Linked DNA regions of Anser cygnoides: region 2 is linked to region 1. A link is a contact called in public Hi-C data. All regions are on one chromosome and are shown on one strand. Each heading gives the region's core, a stretch centred on a gene start, on an enhancer-like site or on the middle of the called end of the contact. The rest is flanking DNA. Distances are from core to core; before and after follow the strand shown.

The links. A called contact is a pair of places that touch in the nucleus more often than the background predicts.
Region 2: a Hi-C map of granulosa cells shows a contact between it and region 1, with 1.6 times the contacts expected there. The contact joins the enhancer-like site here to the promoter of ATP1B1 in region 1. A contact is called at or near these places in 3 of 7 Hi-C or Micro-C datasets (granulosa cells and liver).

What each region holds. Positions count from the first base shown.
Region 1 is chr1:96,046,613-96,052,984 of Taihu_goose_T2T_genome, forward strand. ATP1B1 (ATPase Na+/K+ transporting subunit beta 1) reads left to right here and starts at 3,267. Exons shown (of 6, transcript XM_066990399.1): 1 at 3,267-3,475; 2 at 5,654-5,782. The coding sequence starts at 3,376.
Region 2 is chr1:96,139,151-96,145,522 of Taihu_goose_T2T_genome, forward strand. NME7 (NME/NM23 family member 7) reads right to left here. Exons shown (of 12, transcript XM_048058193.2): 2 at 2,018-2,125. Among named protein-coding and RNA genes, the nearest start is that of BLZF1, 18 kb to the right of the region's middle. Within about 2 kb of position 2,786, at least 2 of the 3 cell types and tissues checked have open chromatin away from gene starts, as enhancers often do.

The DNA.
Region 1 (6,372 bases), core at 2,017-4,516:
CAGCCCCGTTTGTTTGCAGCGGCAGCCCACGAATAGCAACTACTTAAGGCCATTTTGCACACTTCTGTCATCTTATAATTAGCACTCGGTCCTGCAGCCGGTGAGAGTCCCTCCCCACAGCATGCCTCTCCCCTTCCTCCACTGCATGTCACAGCATAGTCCGCAGCTGCCTTCAGAGATGTTTCTAGATCACACATTACCCAAATTTTCTGCTGGTCACCATCAGCTGCACAGTCTCATTTCCCAAGTCACCAAGGTGGATAAATCATGGCTTGGCTTTGCTCTACATTGTGCTCTTCTCTCTTGCTGCTGCATCAAAAGTAATTGTCTGCTCTCCTCCTGCACTGCAGTGAGACACCTCTGCCTGCCTGAGGTGCTTTCTTTGGGTCTGCTGTAAAGCAGGAGACCCAAAGGAAGCTGGGATCTCGTCATTAGATGGCTGTGCCCAAACCCACTGGAGAAAACCAGAGAGCTCCTCATGCACCAGCTCCTAAGGGCGGTGAGATAACCCCCTAACAAAGTCCATTCACATGTTGTTCTTTCCTTGGTGCCGGTGCACAGCTTTCCCCAGCCCTGTCCTTCCTCCTGCAGTTAATCTGAACACGGATATCTTTGCACATTTTGTTCTTGGCAGTTTCGAAAGTTGCCTTAGGCTCTTATCACCTTAAAAAATCAGATCATATAGTGGTGGCCTTAGAGACGGCCTGATTGATATCTGAGCAGCCGAACAAATGGTGAATTTGAATAAAATATGGCACCCCATTGCCTATTAGTTCTGCTGATTCTGAGAGGACAATTTGCCAACATTAAGCAAAGTGCATGTCCTGAGCATCCATGGGACTGCGGATGCATAAAAGGGTTTGCAGAAGTGCTCTGCAAACCTTGTGAAGTGCCTTTTGCCCATTCCAGATCCTGCATGCCCCAGCCTGCGCAGTTACGGGGATTTGGTACCACTGGCACTGCCAACCCAACTTATCTGTGTATTTGTACAGTAATAGAGACATTTGCGGGAAGAGGAGAGAGTTTCCTGGTGATCCTTAAACAAACAGCGATGAAGCCAGGAGCTCCTGCAGCTTGGCTTCCACAGGCACCACCAGCTCCCATAGCGAGAGTGAGAACACGCTCAGAGGAAGATCGTGTTTCTGGGTAGCCATTTAGTCTGTAATCGTGATACGACTGCTCAGGTTTTACAGATCATTCATTCTAGTTGCTTTCTCCAAACTCACTTTCTGTGGCCTTAGGAAATAACACTGTGGGAGAGCGTGCAGTCCCATTCTCTTCTCTGATTTGGACATCGCCATGAACCTGCTCAAATATCTGATGCCAGTTTCATTTTGGGTGACCCCATTGCCTGCACAGAGGGCAGGCTGAGTTAACTGCTGCTGTTCCACCTGCCCTGAATCAGCTTGTGAGGGGTTTTACTCAGCAGACTGGATGAGACGGGTCCTGACTTGAGGGTAAAGCCAGACACAGCATCCATGAGGTAGACTAAAGCGCGGGCTTTGTGTTTGGGTGACCACACCGCGCACCTGCACACGATTCCCAACATGCTGTTTTCATAGGGTAGGGGGTCGAGGCAAAAACAGCACCCAGGGCATCAGAAGAGAGCAGGTTTGGCTCCCAAGTGACCAGGCAGGCCTGGTGGCCCAGTGGCTGAGACACAGCCTCATTGTCTACAGCAGCAATGGCGCTGGGTGTTAAAAGTGAGCGCTTGTTCCTCCTGCGGTGCTCATCTATTTATTGGCCTGATTGTAATCACAGCCTTCTTAACTTGTAACTGATACATCCTCCCTACACCGCAGATGATGTTCACTTGGGTATCAGATACTGCTGTCTGTGTTTGCTCTCATTATCGCCCACCATCAGCAGGTCTCTTTAAAGACCAGCTCTGACCAGACACCATGGAGAAGAGAGACGCCATTTGTCCTCAGCCGTTTGATCAGCCATTTTCCATTGCACAAATGCCGTTGAGGGCCGATTCCCCAAACCCAGGATGGAAATCCCTGGGGCACACCTGGCTGGCTCCCTCTGATCACACGTAATGTACCGCAGAGCGTTCAGCAAACACTGCCCCCAGATGCACTGACTCCGGTGTGACACTCCTCCTCCTAACCCCACGAGGCTTTGAGGAGTCCGGCGGCGTGCCTAGGCCTGGGGAGGCGGTGCTCAGCTTTGCAGGGTGCAAACACCTCGAGGTACCCTGCCCAGGCAGACCAAGGCCCAAAAAAATCAGGCCTGTGCAGGTTGCTTCAGGGGCTGGCTGTGGGCGGTGGCCGTGGGGTGCCTGGAGATGGGCGCCACGTTGGGGCTGTTCCCCTGGGGACAGCGGGGTGGCTGGCATGCGTTTGTCTAGCCTCCCAAAACAACAAAACAGTCTGGAGTTAAGGCTGGCAGAGCAAGCCTGTAGCTTAAAGGCAGGAAAATACCCGGAGCGCCGTATCGTGACCAGGAGGAAGTTCAGTATTAAATAAATCCCAGTAGGGTACGGCAGCGTGCAGCCGAGGTTCACGTGTGACTCGGTCCTGTCGTGACACTGTGGGACCGGGGCACGTCGGTGAACTTCCATCACGAATGCGGGTCCCAGGGCCCCACCAGAGCCCCTTTTCCCTTCCCGGGGTCCCCCCGCAGGCTGCCGCCCAGCGCTGGGGGGCCGGGGCAGCACCGGGACCCCCACAGGGTGCCGCAGCCCCCCCCCATCGGGCCGCCGGCGGCGTGCGTGCACCTCCCTGAAGGTCACCTTGCGAGGGCGGCTGCGCCCTCAAAAAAAAAAAAAAATTTAAAAAATAAATTAAGAAAAAAAAACCAACAACAACATCCCGGCAGGTGCCGCGCGGCGCCGCTTTCGCGTTCAGCGCTCGGCAGGCGCCGTACACGTGAGCCCGGCGGGGCGCGGCGGGGCCGGGCGGGACGGGGACGGGGACGGGGAGGAAGAAGAGGAGGAGGAGGAGGAGGAGGAGGAGGAGGAGGAGGGGGGGGGGGGGGGGGGAGGAAGGCGCACGGCTGCCCCCGCCGCCGCCCCGCGCGCGCACGCCCGCGGCCGCACACCTGCGCGCGCACACGTGCCCGCGCGGCGCCCGCCCCGTCCCCTGCCCGCCCCCCGCCGCCTCCCAGTGGCTGCGGCGCCCAGCGGGCGGGGCCCGCGCCCTATATGAAGGGGTGCGGCGGGCGGCGAGCGCGGCTGCTCCGTGCCCGGTGGGCTCCGCTGCTTCCCCCCTCAGCTCCGCGCCTCCGCCACACACCGGAGCCCCCCTCCCCCCCCTCTGGAGCGCCCCCTTCCTCCCCCCCCCCTAAAAGCCCCCTCCCCGAAGCCCGTCCCGGTGCCGCGGAGCCCGTCCGAGCCCTCAGCGCCCCCCCGCCGCCCCCCGCTCGCTCGCCATGGCCCGCGGGAAGGCCAAGGACGGCGACGGCAACTGGAAGAAGTTCATCTGGAACTCGGAGAAGAAGGAGCTGCTGGGCCGCACCGGGGGCAGCTGGTGTGAGTGCGGGGACGGGCGGCGGGGGGGCTCCGCAGCGCGCACCGCCGCGCCTCACCCCCCTGCGGCCGGGCACCGGCACCGGAGGGGGGGCGGGGGGAAAGGGGGGGGTCCCCGGGGCCCCCCGAGCCCCCTCCCCGGGCCGCGGCTGCCGGGCAGGTGGGGCCGGGCCCGGGATGGAGCCCGCGGCGGGGCCGACCTTGGGAGGGCGCCTCGTCCTTGGCGCTGCCTCCCCGGCTCCCTCCGCACCGCGGGTGCCGCTCCCCCGCCGCCCCTTCCCCCCGCTCCGCGGCGATCCGAGGTGGCTGTGCCTCGCCGAGAGAGCTCCCGGGTCCTGCGGTGCCTCCCCGGCAGGGAGGCGGCCGTGCGGGCGGCGATGCTCGCGCACCCCGCTGTCGGTTGGGGCGCCCTGCAGGCAGCCCTCGGCGCCCGGGGGGCGCTCGGCGTTGTCTGCGCGCACCCGGACGGCCTTCCAGCTGCTGCCAGCCGCGGCCGGGCTGCCACCCCGCGATGCTGAGCCCGGCTCCTGGTGTAACGGATCCGCTGGAGGCGACAGCCTTGGCCCTGGTGGACCGCAGCGGGCTCCTGCCGTACCCGTACGTGAGCTGAATCGGGTTGCGGGCGCGCACCGGTAGGTGTCTGCTGCTCCCGAGGCACCGGGCGGCTGCGCAGCGCTTCCGACGCGGAGCCAGACCGAGTCCTCCTTCCCGTGCCCATCCGTCTAGGACCGATGTCAACCTGCAGGCTGGCGATCCGATTTCTCCGTTATAAGCCTACCTGTTGCGGGAAGCTCTGTTGCGCAACCCCGTTGTGCTCGGTTGCGTGTGTTTTTTCTGAAACCGTGACCTTTAAGGTGTCTTTGGTGTTAAGAGCATCCTGGCTGGGAAACTGATTAAATAAGCTACCTCCCAGTGTTGGCCTTTTGATGTTACAAAAACTCAAAAGGCGTTACGCTGCAGACAACAGCATTGGTGTTTGGTTTGTTACAACAGCACCTCCTATGACCGTGCTCTGGAAAAAATTTCCAAATGTTTCTGACGTCACGACCAGTTGCTTTACGCTGCTTGGATACCAAAGAGTGCTTTTAACTCCTGGAGCACCACGATATCGCACCGAGCTCTGCTCACCAGCCATGGCTGCCTCCCCGGTCTCCAGTGGACGAGAGGATGGAGTGTCTTTCTGAGCGTGTTCCTCAGCCTCTGTGTCTCTGGCTGTCCCTCCTGATCCTCTTTCCTTTGTAACTGGAAAATGAAACCCACCAGAAATGGCTGCTTTAATGAGGAGGCTTCTCCACTGATGGAGCTTTTTTATGATGGGGCTCAGGAGAGGAGGAATACCTTCACCTACTGCTTCCTCCCTGGCCCTTGTATCTGTTCACCTTGAGTCCTCCATATAAACCTCCTCCTCCAGGTCTGCAATTAGGCTAGGACGCTGGGATCGAGCAGGCTCTTTCAAGTGTTCCTCGCTGCAGTGCTTGTTCCTGCAGCCTGATTAGCCTGTAGTTGCTTGGCATGGGCTGGCTTATCCTTCCCGTAGGCGGCCTGGTGATGCCTAGTACGGCGTGTTACTGTGCAGTTAATCAGTTGAGATAATCCCTGTAAACTGGTAACCGATACCCAGAGTCTGAGCTGTGCTGCATCTCAGGCTCTTCCCCCCCCCACCGGGATTATTCTAGGCATCTCCTTTCAGACCCAAACTAAATTTAGTCTTTTGTTACATAATTCAGTTTTTAATTGGTATGAGCGGTGCTGGCGTGCCTTTGTAGATGCACAAGGTTGGTAAATGCGGAGTGCTGTGTCACATTGAAGTGCTTTCCTACATTTGAGATTGAGTATTGGTGCTGATTTGGGCCTAAATTCTGCTCCTGTTGTCTCTGGTGGAGGTCAGAGTCTGAATTATTAGGGAGGTCACACATTACCAATGCTTGTAAACCTGAATCTAGCAGCTCGTGCAGGCTCTGTGGAAATAGCTCTGAAGCCCAGAGTGGTGTGGAACGTATAGCACTGCGTATAGCATGCCGACTTGTGTTGGGCTTGTGCTTCACTGAAAGCCTGTCACCTTGTGGTAGCCTTGGTCAGCCAACGGATCCATTAAAATATGGAAGAACATACTAATTCTCACGCTTCATGATCCCAAATAATTGGGACTTGATTAATCTTTTCATTTGTTTTCTCTTGCAGTTAAGATCCTCCTCTTCTATGTCATCTTCTACGGTTGCCTGGCGGGTATATTCATTGGGACCATCCAAGTGATGTTGCTCACCGTCAGTGAATTTGAACCCAAATACCAGGATCGAGTGGCGCCTCCAGGTAACTAACTGGGAGGCCCGTGTTGGCCCGGGTGCAAGCTGTTCTGGGGAGGCGGTTTGGTTACTCACCTCCAGGAGGAGGATGAAATAAGCGTCTCGTTGCTGCAACACATATTTGTAGGGGGTGGGTATGTTCTAAGCCTTCTGTGTTAACAGCACTGGGAATTGAAGGCAACCAGCTAGAATTAAAGGTTGCATCACATGAAGTGTTCCTCCTGTCTGAGAGGAACTTGAACCCGAATCGATGCTCTCCCCTTTCCTTACTCCGAAGTGATGGAGTGAGGCTCAGGCTTCACTTGGGAATGAGCTGTGTGACAAAACTGGGTTCAGTTTTTCTTCATAGCCACTGTGTTCCTATGGGAAAATGAGGGGACAAAGGTAAAATGCTGGCTTCATCTGTGAAACTGGGGTGCACAAGGAGGAAGGGGGCACTACCAATTGTGGATGTGCTTGCTGAATTGTGATGGTTAATGCTGGGCTCTGCTGTGTGAGCTGGAGGAGGTAACAGCATCTACAAATGGGTATTTGCCCTGATGTTGAGTGGGGAGGGTTAGAGGTGGCTCTCGCAGCTCCTGATGCACGACCTTTCTC
Region 2 (6,372 bases), core at 1,536-4,035, 92 kb after region 1:
CTCATGTACATGTGCAGGTTAATTATCCAAAATAAAGTAGTTCTCTGCTAAGCACATGTTCTTTTTAAAGACTTCTCTCTTTTTAGAAAATACTCTGTAGAAAGAAAAGTTGTTCAGGCTGTAGGAATTTCCTGTGAGAGTTATTAGCTACAGAAAACTTGGACAGTTGGGCACATCTCTGTCAAGGCATCCAGTCTGATCACAACAGTTGCTTGCTGTTCTTGGACAAAAACCTGCGCTGTTTTCTAATGGCTGCAAGGCAAGCTGGAAACTTGTCACATTATTCCCTCTGCAATTTTCCTTCCCAGTAATAACCAAGATATGAAGGACTAAAAAAGAAAAGCTGACGATTTCACATAACATAAGCCTTCAACTGCTCCATTCCACCCTCAGCTGGGGTGTGTGATAAAGGAGAGCTATCACTGCAACAGTAGGAAAGGTGATCTCTCTATCAATCTCTCCCTTAAGCAGGGAGAAGCAGGCTCACATCCATTACCTCCCTTCTCCTAAAGCATGTTAGAGGTAAGGGTGGGCAGCCATCATCTCTTGGGAAGACACCAAAAGATGCAGAAGAATTTGGCAGTAATGAAGAAAGAATCACCGATTTTCAGAGAAACTGAAAAAAAAAAGATCCAGAAGGCAATCCTAAATTTATTCACTGTCCACAAACTCACCCCAAAACTGATTTTAAGAAATCCTTTCTATAGAGGTGTTACAAGCATTTTTGCTTTTTTAATGGTTGTCTTGATCATACACAGTCCGTGTAGACTCATGACTGTGAACACACAGCACTATCTTAAAATGGGAGCACAGCAGCAAAATGCTAGTCTACCAAGTCATAAATGTTTGATGCAGAAAGTGTTAAGACAGCTCAAGAACACCTTGAAAGCTCTTGGTTTTGAGACATCTAGGTGAAATGAACAACAATTTTGTCAGCCTACACATGGTTGTGTAGGAAGATTATTACGGCTCCTGACTGATTAGCTAAACTGTCTCTGGAAAAAAAAAATCCTCACATTTTGACAGCTGTGCACACAGACATCATACAAATAACTAACTTAAAAGGGACAACATCATGGTAGAGTTTGTTTAAAGAGACTATCAGTAAAAAGTGCAAAGTGCATCCCCTCACACTGATGGGTACCATGGTTTCAGTAAGCAATTGTTTGGGTAAGAAAAGGCACATTTTGCTAGTTTTCTTATTTCTGATCTCTGCATTTGATACTTACAGCAGGAAAACTAAAATTTCATAATGAAATTAAGAAGTGTGAATATCCAAACCTAGTCTACTCCCAGACCTTCAGTTCTCCATTAAAAATTAGAAAAGACTAGTCAAAACCATTCACCCATTCCTAAAGGGGAGCACAAAGAATTGGCTGTTTCACTAGGATTATCTGTACTATCCATACTTCATTTCTATATATGTGCCTGCTTCTGCAACATGCTTGTTTTAACCTATTAATAAACAGAGGGGAGTAGTTGTATGAACCATAAGTCAAAAAGCACCACTGATGGAAAAATTTGGATCCCACTGTCTGAAACATCCTTCCTTGCTTTAAAACCAAATTAAGAGTAGTTTACCATTTCCTCTACTTTGATAATTTTTTTTTTTTTTTTACACTTTACTCTTAAGAGACTTCTGGAATTTCAGTTGAAGCTTATTTCCCTGCTTGGAATTAGCTTCAATTTGTGTTTCTCATGCAGTAGGTTAGCACTGATCAGTTCCAATACTAAAACCCAAGTAGAGATTGAATGAAAACAGATTTGTGAAAATGAATCTCTCCATGCCAAAATAAGATTTAAGATAAAAATCATTAACATGGAAGCTTTTCCACATGCTCCACTGTGACCTAGTATTTTTGCTTTTTGTTTAGTTTTAGAAACAAAGCAAGGTACATCTTAAATTACATTTTCATTACCTGGAAAATTAATTGGCACAGATAGTGGCCTTCCATTTTTCAAACTGTTTAACTGGATGTTGTACTTATAATAACAGGATTTTTTCTTTTATTCTTACCATTTCAACTGATCCATCCTTTGGATAATAGAGAAGCTCATAACGCCGAAAGAGTGAAGCATTTGGGTCATACCATTCAGCAGTGAAAGCATATCTATCATCTTGACTCTGAAACAAAAAAGGAAGGGCTATCAGAGCAACCATACATGTTTTTAAATATACAAATAGTAATAACAGTAATAGTAGTAGTAATAATAATAATAAATAATAAACTTCCTTGCTATCAGAAAAGTCAAAAAAATCATTAGTAAATGCACAGCCTGCACATCTTCATCTGCTTAACACAGCTGGTGACATCTTTTCACTTGTCAGCTCTCATCTTTTAAGTATGATAAAAACAATATGGCACTTTTCCAGGCAATCTCAAATCTTATTCTGATTTCATCACCCATTAAATCTGAATTATTGTAGCAGTTCTTGTTAGACTTCTTAATTTTGCAAAATTGAGCCAGGTATCTGACTTACTTTGGTATGTTAAAAAAGGGTGTTTGCTCACAATGAAAATACTGAATTTTAACGTTTCCCACACGAGTTACAGCAAAACACTTTCTTCTTCCTGACCAGTGATATCTGAACTTCTGTTAATGCTGAGATAAACATATTTGAGCAAAGGACATTAGTTCAATTCACTACTTAACTGCCTGAAATTTACATAAAGCACGAGCAACCTGATCTCATTTACACCTCATTTTCTGCCATTACGGAGTGTGACTTGAAAGGTAGACTGCAATAATTATGAAACTGTAGATACATGCTTAGCTTGTCTCCACTCATCCTTCAGGGAAGCAAGCACAAAGGCGATGCAGTGCATGTGGACGTGCAGCTCCAGCACCTCTTAGTGGTGTGTGTTTGGTAGCTGTTGGTCCTACAATACCAGTTATTTGATAGCTGCTAGATGGAGCTCTACGTTTTTATTTTCCATAGCCTTGCTAAATCTGATTGCTACTCCTGAGGGCAAGCGTGGTCTCATCACAGGCTTCCACTCTTTAGAAGTACCTGTACTCTCTTATTTTAAACATTTAGGTACAACTGGGAGTTGAAGTTGCAGCCAAGTAGGCTTTTTTTGTCCTTCAGATATTAGAAAACAGCAGTATTTCAGTTGTTTCAAAGACAGCCCACTAAGCAACCAGACAGAAGGAGTTCCCACGGGCTTCAATGACTGCTCCGGAACATCAGAAGGTAAAGAATCGTAATCACTTTTGTGGTGAGTGGAAGCCTACAGACATTAAGCCAAACAAATCCGTGATCTTCCTTTTGTTGTCAGTGCAGCTTTTCTTTCAACATCTTCAGCTTAAAACTGACATAAGAGCTTTTGCAGGTTAAAGACTTAACAGAAGCACCGATGGGTAAGAATGAGATAAAAAAGAACAATTTCAGAATTTCACAGTGCGACGAATACATATGCCTGGTCAGTTAAAGGCGTTGAGGCAAGTTCCCCACCCTACTGTCAGCCCTTTAGGTGCCCTCCACTGCAAAATAAAGACATGATTGTAACACAGGGAGACTTGCACAGTGGGAGCAGCACAGTCTTATCTCTACACTACACACTACAGCCTTTGACATTATTTAAACATATGGTTTAGGTGCAGCATCCTGCACAAAAACTCCCTGAGGACTTAGCCTAGTTTCAGGCCCTTATATACGCTAGTCATGCTCATGTCTTCACTGCTACCACTGTCGTTCCAGACATACGTAAGCCAGAACAAACACCTTCCTACGTGAAAACTCACACCTTAGTTTTTCCATATAGGCATGTCACTGGCAATGAACAACAAGGAGGGCTGACAGATTATAATAAATGACAAATTTTGCCCTTGATCTTAAATACACTCCTACTGCTGGAAGATGAGACAAAGCATTTGACTGATGTATTTGACCACCATCTGATCAAGGATGCATGTTACACAGAACCACTTTGAAGCAGCTGTCTACACAGAGGTTGTCTGAAAAGAAATGATGTCCTTGTTTCTCAAGTACTACCTCCAGACGAGGATTAGTGACATATGAAATAAATGAAGATGCACTCCTCATAACACCAAGACAGATACAATTGTATTTACATTACCAATTTTATATTATAGCATCACTTTCAAACATGTTTGCTAGGTAGCAGTTGACAGAGAATCTACTAATTTTCATTTATGTAAAACTTCGGAAACATCCAAATATTTACTTGTCTCAGGCAAGTAACACGTTTACATGAACAAGCAAAGGAAACGCCTTTAGATTTTTCATTTAGTCACCAGTATCTTCGCATTTACAGTGAAGAACTGCATTGTGTCTTGTCTGTTGAGGAATTGGCCTGCTTTTTTTTTTTTTTCTTTTAACATATCCTTGGTTTTAAGATGCATTCAAAATTCATTTTCTGAGATCTTACTCAATGTCTGAGCTATTCACATTTGCTATTTAGCACGCTCTGCTGGCCACTGCTTTTTATTTAGCTGAATGGCCAAAATGACCACTCTGTATTATCTTCTTTCAGGATGGCAAGCAAACCCAAGGTAATAAAGGCTACTTAGGCTTGGAAAGCACTGCTGAGCTAACCCCCAAATGCCCAGTAATGGAATCAGTTAGCAGGAAAATTGGAACTGGTTATTATTTTATACCTGGAAAACACACAGAGCTAACAGTTTTCTAAAATGATCAAAATTAAATCTGTAAAGCTGGGCCATAACTAGAATTTTCTCTGCTTTATAGACATAAAAATACCACAATAAGTCATTTTTAAATGCAGAGAACAGTATCAGAAGAAAGCTTACAAGCTTAAGGAAAACATTAGAAAAATAACTGGAAACAGATTACATTTGTGATCAGGTAGATTGTTCCATACCTCAATGTGAAGAAATTCAATATTAAAAGCAACCTGCGGACTCTGCCAAGCAAGTACAATGTAAAACACAAGAGGACTGCAATTTTACTATTGCAGATTCATACAGATAGCCTTAGAACTGACAGAATGCAATCCAGAATGCAATCACAAAATGGAATAATGCAAACATATTCAGATGAGCCTTTCCCAGGCATCACTGTAAAACTGACACTCCAACTCATCAAAAACATCAACCGATTTCAAATCATATGTTTTAAAAATTGACTACATACTAAGCTCTTAATAAATCTTTTTAAATGAGAAGTGAGACTTTTGTTTAGTTACTTAATGCAAAGACAAATACCAAACACAAACATCTGTCCACTTCCCATCACATACAGTAAGGACTGCAATAGAATATAAAGCTTTCACAACCCTGAAATTATCTTTTACAAATATTTACTTTCATCTTCCATTAAAGTGCACAATCACCATAACTGCTTCGGCAGACAACTTTCCTACACACTCTTCCACGAGCGTGTCCCAGGCTGCCACGTGGAAGGGAGTCTCAATGAGGGGAAGGTACTATGGGAAACATGCTGTGGCTGCTCCTTGCCTTCTTCTCCTCCTCCTAAGAAAGGCAACTCACAGAGAAAACACATGTCCAGAACGGGGTGATCAGAGACCAGCCGGGATCTGCCAGGTGGCGTCGTGCTCAGTGCACCACCCCGCTCTGGACCAACACCACATCCTTCACAGCCCTCAACCGAAGAGGGGAAATGGCTGACACCGTTAGGGACCAGTGAAATCGTGTCACCGTGAACAGCTCAAATAGTAACAAATCAAGTCAAACTATGAATACCTTATAACTCAAAAAATTCTCCCTTTAAAACATTAGTTTCCATTCCTTTCTGTATCTGCACCCTCATCACAATTACACACAGCCTCTTCGATCACGACCACACTATTAACCAAGCAATACCTACTGAGACAGAAATATTTTTCCTTACGCTTTCACATCAGTGGAAAAATTACCAGCATTAGAAAACCCAGCAGTGACTGTCTGCTTTATATTCACATACTGATCGTTTCAGAGTTGCTGTCTTTAGTTCAGTTTTTGCAGCCCTTTCTACGGTAAAATCCAGGGCCACTGAAATCAGTGATCTCAGTTCACCTACTGCGAAGACAAAAAGAATAATCTTTCTCTTTATTCCTTCTTTCACAAGCTGCAGGGAAAAACATTTGGATATATGTGTAGGTTTTGCTAGCTTAGGCTTTTTGTTTATACTTCTATGTGTGAATATGCAGTAGGAGTATGTATTCTATGGCTCTGTGCACATGAGAAACATTTATTGAAGTACAGCTGAATAAAAAAAAAAAATCAAATATTGTACTTAGTTCTGAAAGTGACGGGAGTAGCAGGCACTCTTTGCTAGCATGGGGCTAAGTTCTGGAAGCTAAATCAAAGCATTTCTGACAGAACTGTGCTCATGAAAAACTCTGCAGCAGGGAGAAACAGTTTGTCTGGAACGTGGCTGCCAAGGAA